Linked DNA regions of Sus scrofa: region 2 is linked to region 1. The links are chromatin contacts, called in public promoter capture Hi-C maps. All regions are on one chromosome and are shown on one strand. Each heading gives the region's core, a stretch centred on a gene start, on an enhancer-like site or on the middle of the called end of the contact. The rest is flanking DNA. Distances are from core to core; before and after follow the strand shown.

Region 1 (7,130 bases), core at 2,397-4,896:
CTGGCCTTGTTCAGTGGGTCAAGGATCTGGCACTGCTGAGAGCTGTGGTGTAGGTGGCAGACATGGAGCAGATCCTGTGTTGCTGTGTCTGTGGCATAGGCCGGCAGCTGTGGCTCTGATTAGACCCCTAGCCTGGGAACCTCCACATCCTGTGAGTGTGGCCCTAAAAAAAAGCAAAAAAAAAAAAAAAAAAGGAAGTGAGAAGAAGGGGTGCTTAAGAACCTACCAAGCTACCAAGGGAGTTCTCGTTGTGGCGAAGCAGAAACAAATCTGACTAGGAGCCATGAGGTTGCAGGTTCAATCCCTGGCCTCACTCAGTGGGTTAAGGATCAGGCGTTGCCGTGAGCTGTAGTGTAGGCTGCAAATGCAGCTGGGGATCCTGTTGCTATGGCTGAGGTGTAGGCCGGCAGCTGTAGCTCCAATTAGACCCCTAGCCTGGGAACGTCCATATGCTGCAAGTGTAGCCCTAAAAAGCAAAGGGGGAAAAAAAAAAAAAAAAAAAAAAGGAGCCTACCAAATCCAGGGTACATGACATAATGTCAACACAGAGCCCAGAGTTCCCTCATGGCTCAGTGGGTTAAGGATCTGGTGTTGTCACTGCTGTGGCTCCAGTTATAGCTGTGGTGCGGGTTTGACCCCTGCCCTGGGAACTTCCACATGCCTGGGGCATGGCCAAAACAAACAAGCAAGCAAGCAAAAAATTCCCATGGAGCCTCAGTTTTCTCATTTGTGCAACGGGACTAGACCCCATCTCCTAGGATTCAGTAAGGCAGTAGTTGGGAAAAGCTTAACACAGTATAATACAAAATAAGTCCTCGACCCATCATACTTATTGTTATTATACTGTGGAGTGACTATATTTCTGTCCAAGGGTCCTAGAGGTCCCTGGTCAAGTTCCTTAGCCTTCCCAATGCATGCCTGAATCACACCTAGTGGAGCGGGGGGGGGGTTCATTTTCAGAACTAGTTCTACTGTTGGGCAGCTATATTGACTAAAATGTCACTCTTTCACAGGAGCCCAAAACGCCCTGCACAGGAGTTCTACCTGAGGGCCTCGATCCCTACCTGGAGTCCCAGGATAACAAAGGGGCCAGCAAGCTACAGTCCACAGGTCACATCCCCAGTCCTGGGGTTTTCACGGCCTACCATTTAAACCGGTTTTTACATTTTTCAATGATTCAAAACAAACAAACAAACAAACAAAAAACCAAGAAGGGAGTCCCCCTGTGGCTCAATGCTGACAAAACTGACTAGCATCCATGTGGATGTGGGTTCAATCCCTGACTCTGCTCAGTGGATTAAGGGATCCGGAGTTGCTGTAAGCTGTGATGTAGGTCACAGACACAGCTCAGATCTGGCATTGCTGGGGCTATGGCATAGGCGGGCAGCTGAAGCTCCAATTCACCCCCTAGTCTGGGAGCTTCCAGATGCTGCAGGTGTGGCTCTAAAAAGCAGGAAAAAAAAAAATTTAATTAAAAAGAAAATGTCTGTGTCCATAAGTAAAGCTTTATTTGGAATACACTCAGGCTCGCTGCTTTACATACTATCTATAGCTACTTCTGCACTACAATGGCAGAGGTGAACCTGCAAAGCCTAAAATATTGACTATCTGGCCCTTTTTAGGAAACTTTGCCAATCTCTGGTCAAATACTTCATCCCCACTGCCACCCTACACTGGTTCGGGACAGTAAGAGTCTGAGCACTGGCTAGGACACTGATTCTGAGCAGGGATTTCCTGGGAAGTGACACCCAGGCCCCTTCCTAAATGTGCTTTACCCAGAGGATGGTTGATGAGGGAGGGCACAGTGGTGGCTGTGAGGGTCAGCTCCTTCTCTTCACTGCCTTCCACCGGACCCAGCAGGAAGCGAACACGCTGTTCAGGAGCAGGAGGCTTCCCAGCATTGAGACCTGAGCACACACATGTAAATAGCATCTCATCAATTCCGTGTGGACACCCAGGGGTGGGCGGGACAGGAAAACACGGGGATGCATAAGACAGTTCCAAGTCCACGGGTGCAGAGATCAGTAGCAATTAGGAACAAGAATTGGAGTCAAATATTGACTCTACTACTTATGACAACTAAAAATAGAGTCTGTTTACCCATCTGAACACCGGGGAAAGAGAGGAACAACAAACAGAGTGCATACGACAGACGATCAGGAAAAGGCAGCCGCCCAGGCGACGAGGTCACATGACTGACTTTACCCGCAAGGATCAGAAGCGGAAATAGACTCCGAGGGAAATGGGAAGGGGATCGTTAAGACTGGCTCGATGCACTCACCTTTCAAAAGCTGCAGCTCCACCGTATCCCGTAGATGCTTCCATTTTAGCCCCGGGGGCTTGTAGGCGGCAAAGAGCCCATGCAGCCGCGCCAGGCCGGCTGACCCCATCCCGGAGCCCGCGTCTGGGGCTCGCAGGACAGCGGCACCCGGCGGAAATGCCATATGGTCCCTCCCCAAATAGAGTCCTTCCAGAGGACGCTGCCATGTTTCGCAGCCGGAAGAGGTTCTCGTCTTTCTGTCCTCGGGGAAAACGTGCTGCGGTGAACAAAGTACGGTCCGACACTGAACCCCAAAGCCAGGCGGGCTTCCTTAGAGACACTTTGGGGGGCAAGGTGAAATGGGGAGAATTTTATATCCTTGGAATTAGATTGCCTGGGTTTCTTCATACTTAGAGATAGAGACCTTTCCTGTCCGTGCTCTTTCCCCCCTCCCGCAAAAAAAAACCCTACTCCGCGCCGTAGGAATCGAGCCCTTTTGACTTCTCCGGCGCGCCGTCGTCGGGGAAGTCTGGGGCATTGGCCTTGCCCTTCCCATCCTCCCGCGGACGTCCGACTGTACCCGCTGCCATGGCGACGCTGCTGCGCGGGGCCCTGCGCCCCCTCCGCGCCTTCCAAGGCCGCGGGCAGCCGGCTGCAGGCAAGTGGCGGGGGCTGGTCGGCGTGCTGGCGTCCCCCGGCTCTTTTGACCGCGCGGCCTTTTTCTTGCCTCGCAGATGTGCCCCTTCGTGCCACGAGCCATGGCACCGGCCTCCTCTACCCCGAACACATCCCCACTTCCCTGCTGCAGAAGGCGCTGTTGGCCGCGGGCTCTGCCGTAATGGCCCTCTACGACCCTTATCGCCACGGTAAGGCTGCCCGCGCCTGGCGTTCTCTTGGGAGGGCGGGGGAGGGGGGAGGCTCACCCTTGCCTTGGAAGTCCCGGGGAGGTCCCTGCCACTGTCAAAACCTCCGTTTCCTTTGGGTAACTGGAAACAAGACAAGGCCAGGGTACCCAGACCAAGCTGCACCTCACAGTCACTTGCAGTATTCATAAAATGCGGATGCCTGGATCCCACCCTAAAACTTACTCAATTCGAATCTTGTGGGAGTGGGGAAGGGAGGCAGGAAGGGGCGTGGAATCTGAGCCTCTGCCTTTTTAAACTGCTTCCCGGGAGATTCTGTCATCCAGCCACACTGAGGATCTCTGGGCTAGATGATTTATGCCCGTAAAAGTATAACGTCCCTTTAGAAATTAAACTTTATGAGGTCGGGAACCATAACTACCCTGCTCCACTGGAGTGGTAGCATTTTGGATAGGGCACGGGACATAATAAATGCTCCGTAAGTGCTTGCTAGACATTTGACTAGAACATTCTTGGATCCTACACTGCCTTTCTCATCCCCTCCAGGATTTCTAAGTCTGGAAAATTCTGTTACTCCTGCTAGTAAAAACAATAATGCTGGGAGTTCCCGTTGTGTCTCAGCGGTTAACGGCGGTAACGAATCTGACTAGGATCCATGAGGACGCAGGTTCGATCCCTGACCTTGCTCAGTGGGTTAAGGATCCCGCATTGCTGTGAGCTGTGGTGTAGGCCAGCAGCTGTGGCTCCAATTCAGCCCCTAGCCTGGGACCCTCCATATGCTGTGGGTATGGCCCTAAAAAAAAAAAAAAAAAAAAAAAAAAAATGGTAATTGCTCATTAAGCCCTTATTTTGGTTGCTCATTGCTCAGTGTTTTATATACGTGATGTTCTTGATTTTTCATATTGACCCTATAAGAAAGATGTTATCTGCACTTCCAAGTTAGGACACTGAGGGTCAAAAATGTGAAGCAGTTTGCACAAGGTCCTCTAGACAGTGATTGTAGCTGGGGTCGAACCTAGCACTCTGTGATACCAAAGTCGGCCCCTGTCCGTGGAGACATGATATTCTGTTGTAATGATGGATGTGAAAGTGATTCATAAATTTGTCAGAGCACTGTGCTCACCAGAGCCACCTCCCCCATCAGATGAATAACAGTCATAACTATATTGAGCTTTTACTGTGTGCCCAGCGCTTCACTACATGTTTAACTTGAATCTTTATAACTTAGAGGTAGATATTCTGTTTGCTCATGTAGGAAATTGAGGCTCAGACCAGGTCAGGCGATCCACCGAAGATCACATCCTCCACGTGTCCCCATTTCTTTCCTTTCAGACATGGTTGCAGTTCTAGGAGAGACCACAGGACGCCGAACCCTGAAGTTCCTCAGGGACCAGATGAAGAGGGATCCAGAGGGTGCCCAGATCCTGCAGTAGGTCCCAGCTCTGCCTGGGGGATTGAGGGCATTCTTTGGCGCTTCCCGTCTGTCTGGACTTGCATTGTGTTCCTCTGGGGAGCTCTTCTTGATACCCTGGCCGTGAGTGGTGGCCGTGGGCACTGCCCGAATCCATAGGCACCACTCACATAGACACTGTGTTGACCCTTGGGTGATGCAATACGATGGCCTCAGCCTAGTTCCAGCAACAGGGCTCTTGTGCCTTCACGGAGGTCTGTTAACACATACTGCCCGCCATCCCCTCCCTCAGTGCCTTTTGTGAATACCCTGATCCCATCTGAGGCCTCTTTAGCTGCCTTGTGCCCCCCAGCAGGAACCATGGCCTTAGCTCGTGGTAGTCTTCCCCCGTCCCGGCCACCGGCCTGGTCAGTAGTAGGTGCTCCATTAGGACGTGTGGTCCCATTGCTGCCCTCTGTCCCTTCATCTCTCACCAGACCTTTCACCTGCCCCTGCTGGTGCCCTCCCAACGCCTGAGTCCTGGAGTTCCCGTGTGGCTCAGCAGTAATGACCCTGACTAGTGTCCATGGGGTTTCGGGTTTGATCCCTGCCCTTGCTCAGTGGGTTAAGGATCCAGCGTTGCCATGAGCTGTGGTGTAGCTTCAGATATGCCTCGGATCCCTCATGGCTGTGGCTGTGATGTAGGCTGGCAGCTGCAGCTCTGATTCCAATTCAACCCTTAGCCTGGGAACCTCCATATGCCTCCAGTGCAGCCCTAAAAAGCAAAAAAAAAAACAAAAAAAAACCCAATACCTGAGTCCTGCCTTCTGCCTCACAGGGAGCGTCCCCGGATCTCGATGTCCACCCTTGACCTGGAGAAGCTCCGAAGCCTGCCTGAGGGCTCCTTTGGCTGCGAGTATCTCCGTTTCCTGGATGTGAATGTGAGTTTCCAGCTTCTGCGTGTTTGGCAGTCACTGGAAAGGGCAGAGGAATGGCACCAAAATGATGTCCCAAGGAAGGGGCCTTGGGCTGCTGCCATGGGCAGAAGTGCCTTGCAGTCTCTTGGGCCAAGGTTTTGTCATTTTCTCTGGGACAGGCAATGCGCCTGCTCCAAGCAATAATAGCCAGCACTTATTAACCTCTTTCTGCATGCAGCCAGACCCATACATGATCTCACTGAATCTTCCCAGCAACCCTGCTAAGTAGATTTTAACAGTATCTCCTTTTAGCAGATGAGGAAACTGAGGCTCAGAGCAGTTAAGCAATGTGCTGATTTCACAAGCTGGTATTAATAGAAGCAGTATTCAAACCAAGAGTATGTCCTTAACTATTGCATTGTGTTCCCCTGTTCAGAGAGACGTGTTTTCCTTGGGTGTGACAAGTTGTGGCACTTGCCAACCCCAGGCAGAATGCTTAGGTGCCGGAGGGGCGGAGTCCCAGCTACTCAGAAATTCAGTCATTTGTTCAGACAACAAAAAACAAAACCAAACAAACACTGTCGTCAGCAATTAGGATACAATGAATGAAACCAACAGAGAGCCTGCCCTTGTGGGGCTTCTGTTCTAGCAGATGGTGCTGGGAGGACAGCAGTCAACGTGACAGAGGGTGGGGCAGTGGCAGGTGCCACTTCAAATCGGGTGGTCGTGGGAGGCCCTGCCAAGGAGACCTAGAAGATGAGGAGGAGTGTTTCTGGCCGAGGAACTGGCAGGCGCAAGGCTCTCTGTGTTTAAGAATGAAAGGAGGAGTTCCCGTCGTGGCACAGTGGTTAACGAATCCGACTAGGAACCATGAGGTTGCGGGTTCGGTCCCTGGCCTTGCTCAGTGGGTTAAGGATCCGGCGTTGCCGTGAGCTGTGGTGTAGGTTGCAGATGCGGCTCGGATCCCGCGTTGCTGTGGCTCTGGCGTAGGCCGGTGGCTACAGCTCCGATTCGACCCCTAGCCTGGGAACCTCCATATGCTGAGGGAGTGGCCCAAGAAATAGCAAAAAGACAAAAAAAAAAAAAAAAAAAGAATAAAAGGAACAGTGGGGAGTTCCCACCGCCTCGAAGCAGAAACAAATCCAACTAGGAACCACGAGGTCGAGGGTTCAATCCCTGGCCTCGCTCAGTGGGTTGAGGATCTGATGTTGCCGTGAGCCATGGTGTAGGTCGAAGACACAGCTCAGATCCTGAGTTGTTGTGTCTGTAGCATAGGCCAGCAGCTGGAGCTCCAATTCGACCCCTAGTCTGGGAACCTCCATAGGTCACGGGTGTGGCCCTAAAAAGCAAAAAATAAATAAATAAATGGAACACGGACTGACCAACATGGCTGATGGGGCCTTAGAGGAGTGAGTTGGGGGGAGACAGCCAGTGCTCTAGGAGGCCTTGCCTGTCATGGGAAAGGTCACCCCCAAACTGGGTTTACTTCTTGGTGGGTGTCGAGCCAAAAGACAGAAGGAGGAATTGCTTGCGGCAAGTAAGGCTCCTGCTGGGGCTCTTTCCTGAAGCACTGTCACCCTGGACAGCAGAGTCGGGGCATGTGCACGTTCAGGAAGCGGCTCAAACAGAGGATTCCATGTAGAATTGGGGCAAAGGTTGACAGAGTCCAAGCTTCAGTTGATTGAAGTCCCAAGGGCTAG
Region 2 (7,130 bases), core at 1,903-4,402, 450 kb after region 1:
AATAGGAGCCTAGGGAGGGCGGACCAGGTAAGACCAGTCTGTTACGCCAGCAGCCACAGATGATGAAAGCCTGGATTTATAACTTAGATAAAACGTCCCAGTTCCACTCTGAACTAGCGACAGGACCTTGGTTGTGTCATACCAGGCTCAGCTTTCTCATCTGTACAATGGGGACAATAATAATGCAATCACCCCCCCAAAAGCATTTAGCACAGATCCTGGCCCACTTAATCTTTCAGTGACAATAAGCTATTAACATGGAAACCTCTAAAGCTTTCCATAAAAATCAGTTAACCAAACAGAACAAAAAAATCTCTCGCAGATAATGAATCCTGATTTTTTTGTCTGTTTCTTTGGGATCTAAAAACACAGACTCCCTGTAGGACAAGTGTCTGGTGAAAACTTGTCAAATCTGGAAGTTGTCTTGTGGCTCAGAGGGTTAAGGATCTGGTGTTGTCACTGCAGTGGCTTGGGTTGTTGCTGTGGCGTGGGTTCGATCCCTGGACCAGGAACTTTCACATGCTGAGAGCTTGGGCAAAAAGCCCCAACACTTGTCCAGTCAATGGTTCTCCCCTAAGGGAGGTGACAGCCTGTCTGAGGAACTATAACAAGTTCACTGACTTACACATAGTTCCTCTTGGCTTTCAAACTGGCAAAGGAGAAATGGCTTCTGGAGCCCAGGGCACAGGTTTGGTGGGTAGGGATCTCAAATGAGATTCCAGTAGGCAGCCCACTCCTTCCTCCTCCTGGCATGGGATCAAGCTCCAAAATCAAAATCTCACTCTGTAGGGCAGTTTTACACATGGCAGAAAAAAGTAATGAATGCATCTAGGTTTCATGCCAGGATGAGAGAGAGTCCTGTCAGTTTTACAGATGGAGGAACTGAGTCTCAGATGGGGAAAGGACTTACCCCAAAATCCAAGGCCTAGGAAAGCAGAGAAGGGCCCCCAGCTGTGAAGCCAAAGCTTGTACCACTCTCTGGTACAAGAATGAGGGAGTGAGATGAGCATTTGGGAAATATTTCAGGAAGCTGGCAGTGCCATCTGGGAGTGGGATGTGGCCCCACGTCTGTTAGGTCAGGAGTGACTTTGGCCTCCTGGCTACAGAAATGGGGGGATCACACTCAGCTAGATGTCCCAGCACACAGGCAATCTGATAACCCTGGGACTTTGCCATATTGACACCTTTGCTCCATGGGCAGAGTGTCTGCGTCAGCAAGCTGGATGCCACTCTAGGGGCCAAAGGAATGGGAGGGGGACATCAGAGGGAAAGATTTCTCATTGCTAACTCTCTGTTATTTATTTATAACATGCAGAAGTACCCAGCATGCAGAAGTACCCAGGCCAGGGAGTTCCTGCTGTGGCTCAGAGGGTTAAAATGTGACTAGTATCCATGAGGAGGTGGGTTCCATCGCTGGCCTCTCTCTGTGGGTTAAGGATCCGGCATGGCCGTGAGTTGTGGCGTAAGTTGCAGAGGTGGCTGGGATCTGGCATGGCTGTGGCTGTGGTTAGGCTGGCAGCTGCAGCTCTGATTCAACCCCTAGCCTGGGAACCTCCATATGCTGCAAGAGTGCTCCCCCCTCCCCGCAAAAAAAGAAGTTCCCAGGCCAGGGATCAAACCCAAGCCACAGCAGTAACCAGAGCCACAGGAATGATAACACCAGATCCTTAACCTGCTGTGTCACCAGAGAGCTCCTGGGCAACTTTAAAAAAAATTGAAGTATAGTTGATTTACAATGTTGTGGTGGGCAACTTTCTTCACTTCTCTGCACTTACTGATCTGTAAAATGGGGCTAATTGGCATGTAAAGCAGGCCAGGTGGGAGCACTCAGCGTCAGTCATTGTAGTTAGTTCTACAGGAGGGGACATGGAGGCTCTGGGAGGTATGTGCCTGGTCCAGAGTCTCAAGGCTGGAAGAAGCAAGTCTTGGGCTCCAGATTGGGTTCTGGGCTCCAAAGCGCGCTTCTCTTCATTCTACACTATGGTTGTCTCCTGACCATTCCAGCCAATAAACAGTTACTGGATTCTGCTGTGTGTCAGGTTCCAAGTGAATTGTGTGGTTGATAACAAAACAAAAACAAACAAACAAACAAAAAGGCTTCTCAAGAGGGGGATAAGCAAGAATGATGGCATTAGTGTAAACTCCTCCAGGGCTCAAATTCCAGCTTTTTCATTTCCTGGCTATGCGACATTACTAAGGTCCCTAATTTCTCAGCCTGGTTCCTCCCGTAATGGGGAAATACAAGACCTTCCAGCAGGAGAGCTGAAAGCACGCACCTGTCAGCCCTAGATAAACCAGAACCGGTCATTATTCTCATCTTCCCACTTTATTTTTAACCAACCTGTGCACTCGGTAGTAAATTCTTCCCCCATGTCCAGATCCCCAGGATCCCGGTTCTCCTGTTCGAGGCCACCCCAGTGAACAACTTCTCTCGCATTTATTTGACAAGGCGGCTGGTTCACACACCCGCAGACACCCGTACCCCTCCCCACAACACGTTCTTTCAAAACAATCGGTAGTATGATTAACGCTGTTCTTTTCGCTCCTTCCTTTTCCCATCTAAGTTATCTTGGAAGTCGTCCCATATTAGTGCGTATTGAACATTTTTCTTTTTAGTGGAGGCACTGTCTTTCAATGTACGGATTCTGTCTTAACGTGGTTGCCGTTACTATTATCAATCTGGATACTCCGAGGGCTCGGGATCCATAGAGCTGGAGTCCGGCACCCCGTTCCAGACCCGGCTCTGCTCAGATTTCGTCCAGTTGCATTGGGTTCTCTCTTCCCCACCGACTGCTGGGGGTGGGGGAGTGGGGGATGGGGGTGCAGAGAGGATCAGCCCGGAAGGTCCCTGTGTCCGAGTGCGGGTCAGCGAGAAGCGCGCGCAACGGCTCCCGGCTGGGTCAACCTTTCAGCGCAAACGAAGCGAGGGGTCTGGCACAATCGAGCTCGGAACCAGTTACCAGGCCCTCCCGCCACGCCACCTGACTTCGGGGCAGCAACGCTCAGGCAGCAGCTACTCACCCCCGCCTCGGCCGCTTCACCCTTCGTCCCCAAGCCGGCAAGGTTACAGCAGTCCCTGTCCCTTTAAGGGGGCCGAACCCCGGCTCCGCTACTTCCGCCCCAAAGCAACATGGCGCCAGCAGGGAGAGGAGGAGGAGGTGAAGGCTTGGAGACTGCGCCCCTCAAAAAGATGGCAACACCCTGGCCGCCGCGTTCGCGCCCGACGGTGACGTCACTTCCGGGGCGGAGGAGGCTGAGTGGTGCAGTGAGGGACAAACAAAAGGAGGCGCCGGAGGGGCGCTGCAGCCGGCGGCGGGACGGCGAGGCGGGGGCTCGGAGCTGCCGGCTGGGCGGCCGGGCGCGGCGGGCTCAGGTAAGAGAGTGGGGAGGGGAAGGGGGCACGAGCTGTCACCTCTCGAAATCCACTCCTATACGTCCCCGGCCAGCTGTCCGGCCCCGGGCGCCCTGGACAGGTCGGGTTCTGCCCGCCGGGGCCGGCTCCCTGGAGGCCTCCTGCCGCAGCTCAGTTCGGCCTTCCTCCGGGTTCCCCATCCCCGGGGTCGCTGGGGCCCCCACCCTCTCCGCGGTGCCGCGGCGCGCGAGCCCCCTCCCAGGCACCCCAGTGCCTCCTTGCGCTCTACATACCGGGAGTTTCCGCCTCGGCTCCCCCAGGTCCCCTTGTCATCCCCTGGGTTCCCCCAGATCCTCACCCCTCCACACACACATACCCCCTTCCTAGAGGTTCCACCTCTGGGATCTCTTCTTGGTAGTTTTTTTTTTTTTTTTCGTTTTCAAAAAAGCCCCTTCTCCTGGGCTTCTGACACCCCCCTCTTTCCTGGACCCCTCCCTCTCCTTGATCCGGCGGGAACTGTGCCCTGATCTGGGGCAGATCCCTGGCTAGGTTCTTGGGGGCTCTCTGGACTGAGATTCCTGGGAAACCTGGTCCAGGGTCCGAGGCTCTGGACCCTACAGATGTCCTGTGCATCCAGATGGGCGGGAGAGCCAGGTCTGATGAGGTCCAGGCTGGAGGTCCAGCAAAGTTGGCTCCCAAGGTGAAGGAGCTGAGCTGCCGGCATTTGAGGTTCATGATGATTCTGCTCCTTTTGTAGACTGCTTCTTTCCCCTGGTCTGGACTGGAGTGAACCAAGATTGAGCTGGTTCTTAGCTGATGCAACTGCTGCCTTTTTTGGGAAGAAGGAGTGGTGGTTGGGGGGTGTCTGGCAACCTCCTCCTGCTGGAGATTTGGCTGGAGAGGGGGGCAGCCCTTGGTGACCACACTCCTCCTTGATGGAGGCTTCCCTACCCCCCAGGAACCTTTTGAGGATGAAGAGGGAGAGAGCTTGATGAGGGAAGGGGAATTTGGATCTCAACTACAGAGGAAGGCTGGGACAGCTGAAAAGCTCCCAAAGGCCTCTCCCACCTTTTCCATTACGAGTGCTTTTTACCCCTGCCAAACTGTATCCTGCCCTCTGAGCAGACCGTCTGGCAGACAGACAGACTGGAGGCAGGAGGAGGAGGTCCGATGCTGTGATCCTTCCTGTGGAGGGACGGGGCAGTGGGAGTTTGTTCAGAGGAACTGGGCAGTGCCTGTGGCCCAGTCACACTGGCATTGCTTCCATGAAGGTCACGTTTTCTTCTGGCTCACAAGGGGAGGGAAGGACAGCTGACTGGTGCCAGAGGACTGGCTTTTGGAGAGGTGCTGGGGTAGGAATACTGACCGCTGCCTCCCTGTCTCCCAGTTTTAGCCATTCTTTGGGGTTAGCTTGAATGCCCCTCGCCTTCCAGGGGCTGTGGGCCACAGAGCAAGGGCCCGAGAAATGTTCATGACTTCCCCCAGATGCTCCATCCCCGGGACACACCTACTAGGAAGCCGTTTCCTCTGCACACTTTCAGTGGCCTTTCTGGACTGGGGTGGGGGTGGGGCGTGGGGTGGACTGCCCCTGTAGGTCAGGACTCAGGTCAGAACTCGGCCGGACCTTGGGTTGCTGCCTGGCTTGGTCTGGACCTCGCCTCTAGGAGGTGGAGGAAAAGAATCAGCCTGGTTCCTGACGCCCTCTCCCGAGAGTGGAGGTGATGGATTTTTCCAGGCTGATGGTCTGAGACCTCGTGGGGCGTCAGCTAGATTGGAGGTGGGGCCCTAAAGCCCAGCACAGCATCGTTCTGTCCCTTGACTCATTCATTCATTCCCTCAGCCATCCTTTGGTAAGGGCCTGGCCTGGGCCGGCAGTGGTACTAGGAGAACAGAGTCACTGGCCACGGTCTGGGAGGAGAGGCAGGCAGGAGAACGTTGATACAGCGGCCGGCATAACACTAGCAATGTTCCAGAGGCAGCCAGAGGACGAGGACTTAGCTGGGGTGAATACATAGGGGGAGGTCAGCTAGTGTTTCCTGCAAGAGGAAGGGTTAGGAGACTCCTCTGCCAGGGAGTCTAGAGGCCTGAGTTCTGGGCCCGCCTCTGTCCCGGACAAGTGACAGGACCTCTCAGCCTCCGGGTTGTGGGGGCGGGGGGGATCCCACTCCTTGCTGAGGGGGGTGGAGGTGGAGGCCGGCTCCCCTGGCTTCTGTTCCTCTATAGCCCCTGGCGCTTCACTGCCTAGCTGTCATCACCCTGTGCAGTATTGCCCCGTTGTTGACTGGCTCCCTGTGAGGCTGGGGACCGTCTCCTGCCTCTTTCCCCCAGCCTAGTGTCCACCATCAAGTAGCTGTGATACCTGCTCAGTGGTGTCAATGGCTGGAAGGCTCCACAGTCCCTTTGTGCAGCCGTGTCCATTCCCCCCCCAACCCCTTGCTCCCTTCCCGCTAATGCCTCCTTATCCTTTGGCCTTCCCTGCCTGATGGCTGGGTCATGCTTCCAGTTCCTGGCTGGTTTGGGCTGCCCCAGCCTGTAGTCCGATTGCACCTCTCTCTCTCCTACCCAGCTTGTCTTGTTCACTCTTGTGGACCGTTCTGAGCAGACTGCCTGGCATGTAGTAGGTGCTCACTAAATGCTTCTTAACTACAGGTGATGGCTGGCTTTTGTGTTTGCGTGGACGTTGTATGTCTGGGCCGGGGCCATGTCTCTGCCCGGATCCAGCTCACCCCGCTGTAGCTGACCTCTCCCCACTTCCGCCTCCAGTCCCAGATCTGGCCAGGCTGGACCGCTCAGCGCTCTCTAGATGTCCTCTTCTCTCCCCTCCAGGCAAACATGTGCCGTTCCTTCTGCCTGGAATGCTCTTTCTCAGCTCCCGCTCTTCCCCAGGAGTCAGCTCAGGCAGCGCCCGACCCTGCTAGCCTGGGCCTAGTGCTTCTGCTTTGTGCCATAGGGTCGGGGCTGCCCCAGCAGGGTCCCGGATGCTCAAGAGCCAGTTGTGACTGTTGATTTGGCATCTCCGCATAGACCGATCCCCTCTCGTCTGTGGCACAGCGCAGCCTGGCACCGAGCAGGCACTCAGACCATGGGTGGCACACACCTCTGCTGACAGCAGCTCTTGGTTCCTCGTAGGGAGGCAGCTTCCATGGAGCGGAAGGAATGCCAGGCCCCTGCCCCGACAGACGTGGGCCAGCCTCAGCGCCGACAGCCGACACGCAGATAGCAGAGCCATCCGCAGGGTAAGGACTGGCCAGCCGCGGCCTCCGGGCAGGTGCCTTCCCCAGCCCAGAGGGCGAAGAGCAGCGTATCTCTCCCTGCAGCCCTTTGCCCTCCTCTGTGTAAGTCAGGGCTTCTAGGGCAGAGGTGGCAGAGACAGAATTCTTCTGTCTTCTCTCGACTCAGGGGCCAGCTGAGGAGCACATGGCTGTCCTCCTCTCGAGGCCGGTGTGAACATGCATCACGGACTCCTGGGTTGTGTCCGTCCGGGTGGTTGTTAATGCTGTCTTGTGACCACGTTTCCCAAGGCATGTTCCGTGGAACAGCCAGTTTCTGTGGTCCCAGAGATCAGGTGACTCTGGGCACAGTGGCTTGTCTTGGTCTGCGCTGCAGGCCTTCTCAGAGCCTTGAAGGATGTCGAGAGGGAGCCAGCAAGTCGTGTCTCCCCACACTTATTTGGCCATGTGGCATCTTTGGGGACGGGGGCTTCCTCGGCCAACTCTGGAAAACGGTTCCCAAAGGCAGGAGTGTGCCCCATTAGGACCCAGACTTTGTCGTCAGGCCT

Evidence for each region. Promoter capture Hi-C pulls out the DNA fragments that hold promoters and counts their contacts.
Region 2: a contact with region 1 is called in a promoter capture Hi-C map of liver, with 6 times the contacts expected there. The contact joins the promoter of KYAT1 here to the promoter of TRUB2 in region 1. A contact is called at or near these places in 1 of 5 promoter capture datasets (liver) and 1 of 47 Hi-C or Micro-C datasets (liver).

What each region holds. Positions count from the first base shown.
Region 1 is chr1:268,754,125-268,761,254 of Sscrofa11.1, forward strand. It overlaps TRUB2 (probable tRNA pseudouridine synthase 2), which reads right to left and starts at 3,647. Exons shown (of 9, transcript XM_021069594.1): 1 at 3,184-3,647; 2 at 2,282-2,600; 3 at 1,776-1,907. The coding sequence starts at 2,444. It overlaps COQ4 (ubiquinone biosynthesis protein COQ4 homolog, mitochondrial), which reads left to right and starts at 2,566. Exons shown (of 7, transcript XM_001928334.4): 1 at 2,566-2,918; 2 at 2,995-3,126; 3 at 4,456-4,552; 4 at 5,352-5,454. The coding sequence starts at 2,849.
Region 2 is chr1:269,206,401-269,213,530 of Sscrofa11.1, forward strand. It overlaps KYAT1 (kynurenine--oxoglutarate transaminase 1), which reads right to left and starts at 3,153. Exons shown (of 13, transcript XR_002337758.1): 1 at 3,022-3,153. LRRC8A (volume-regulated anion channel subunit LRRC8A) reads left to right here and starts at 3,260. Exons shown (of 4, transcript XM_001928850.6): 1 at 3,260-3,373; 2 at 6,482-6,588.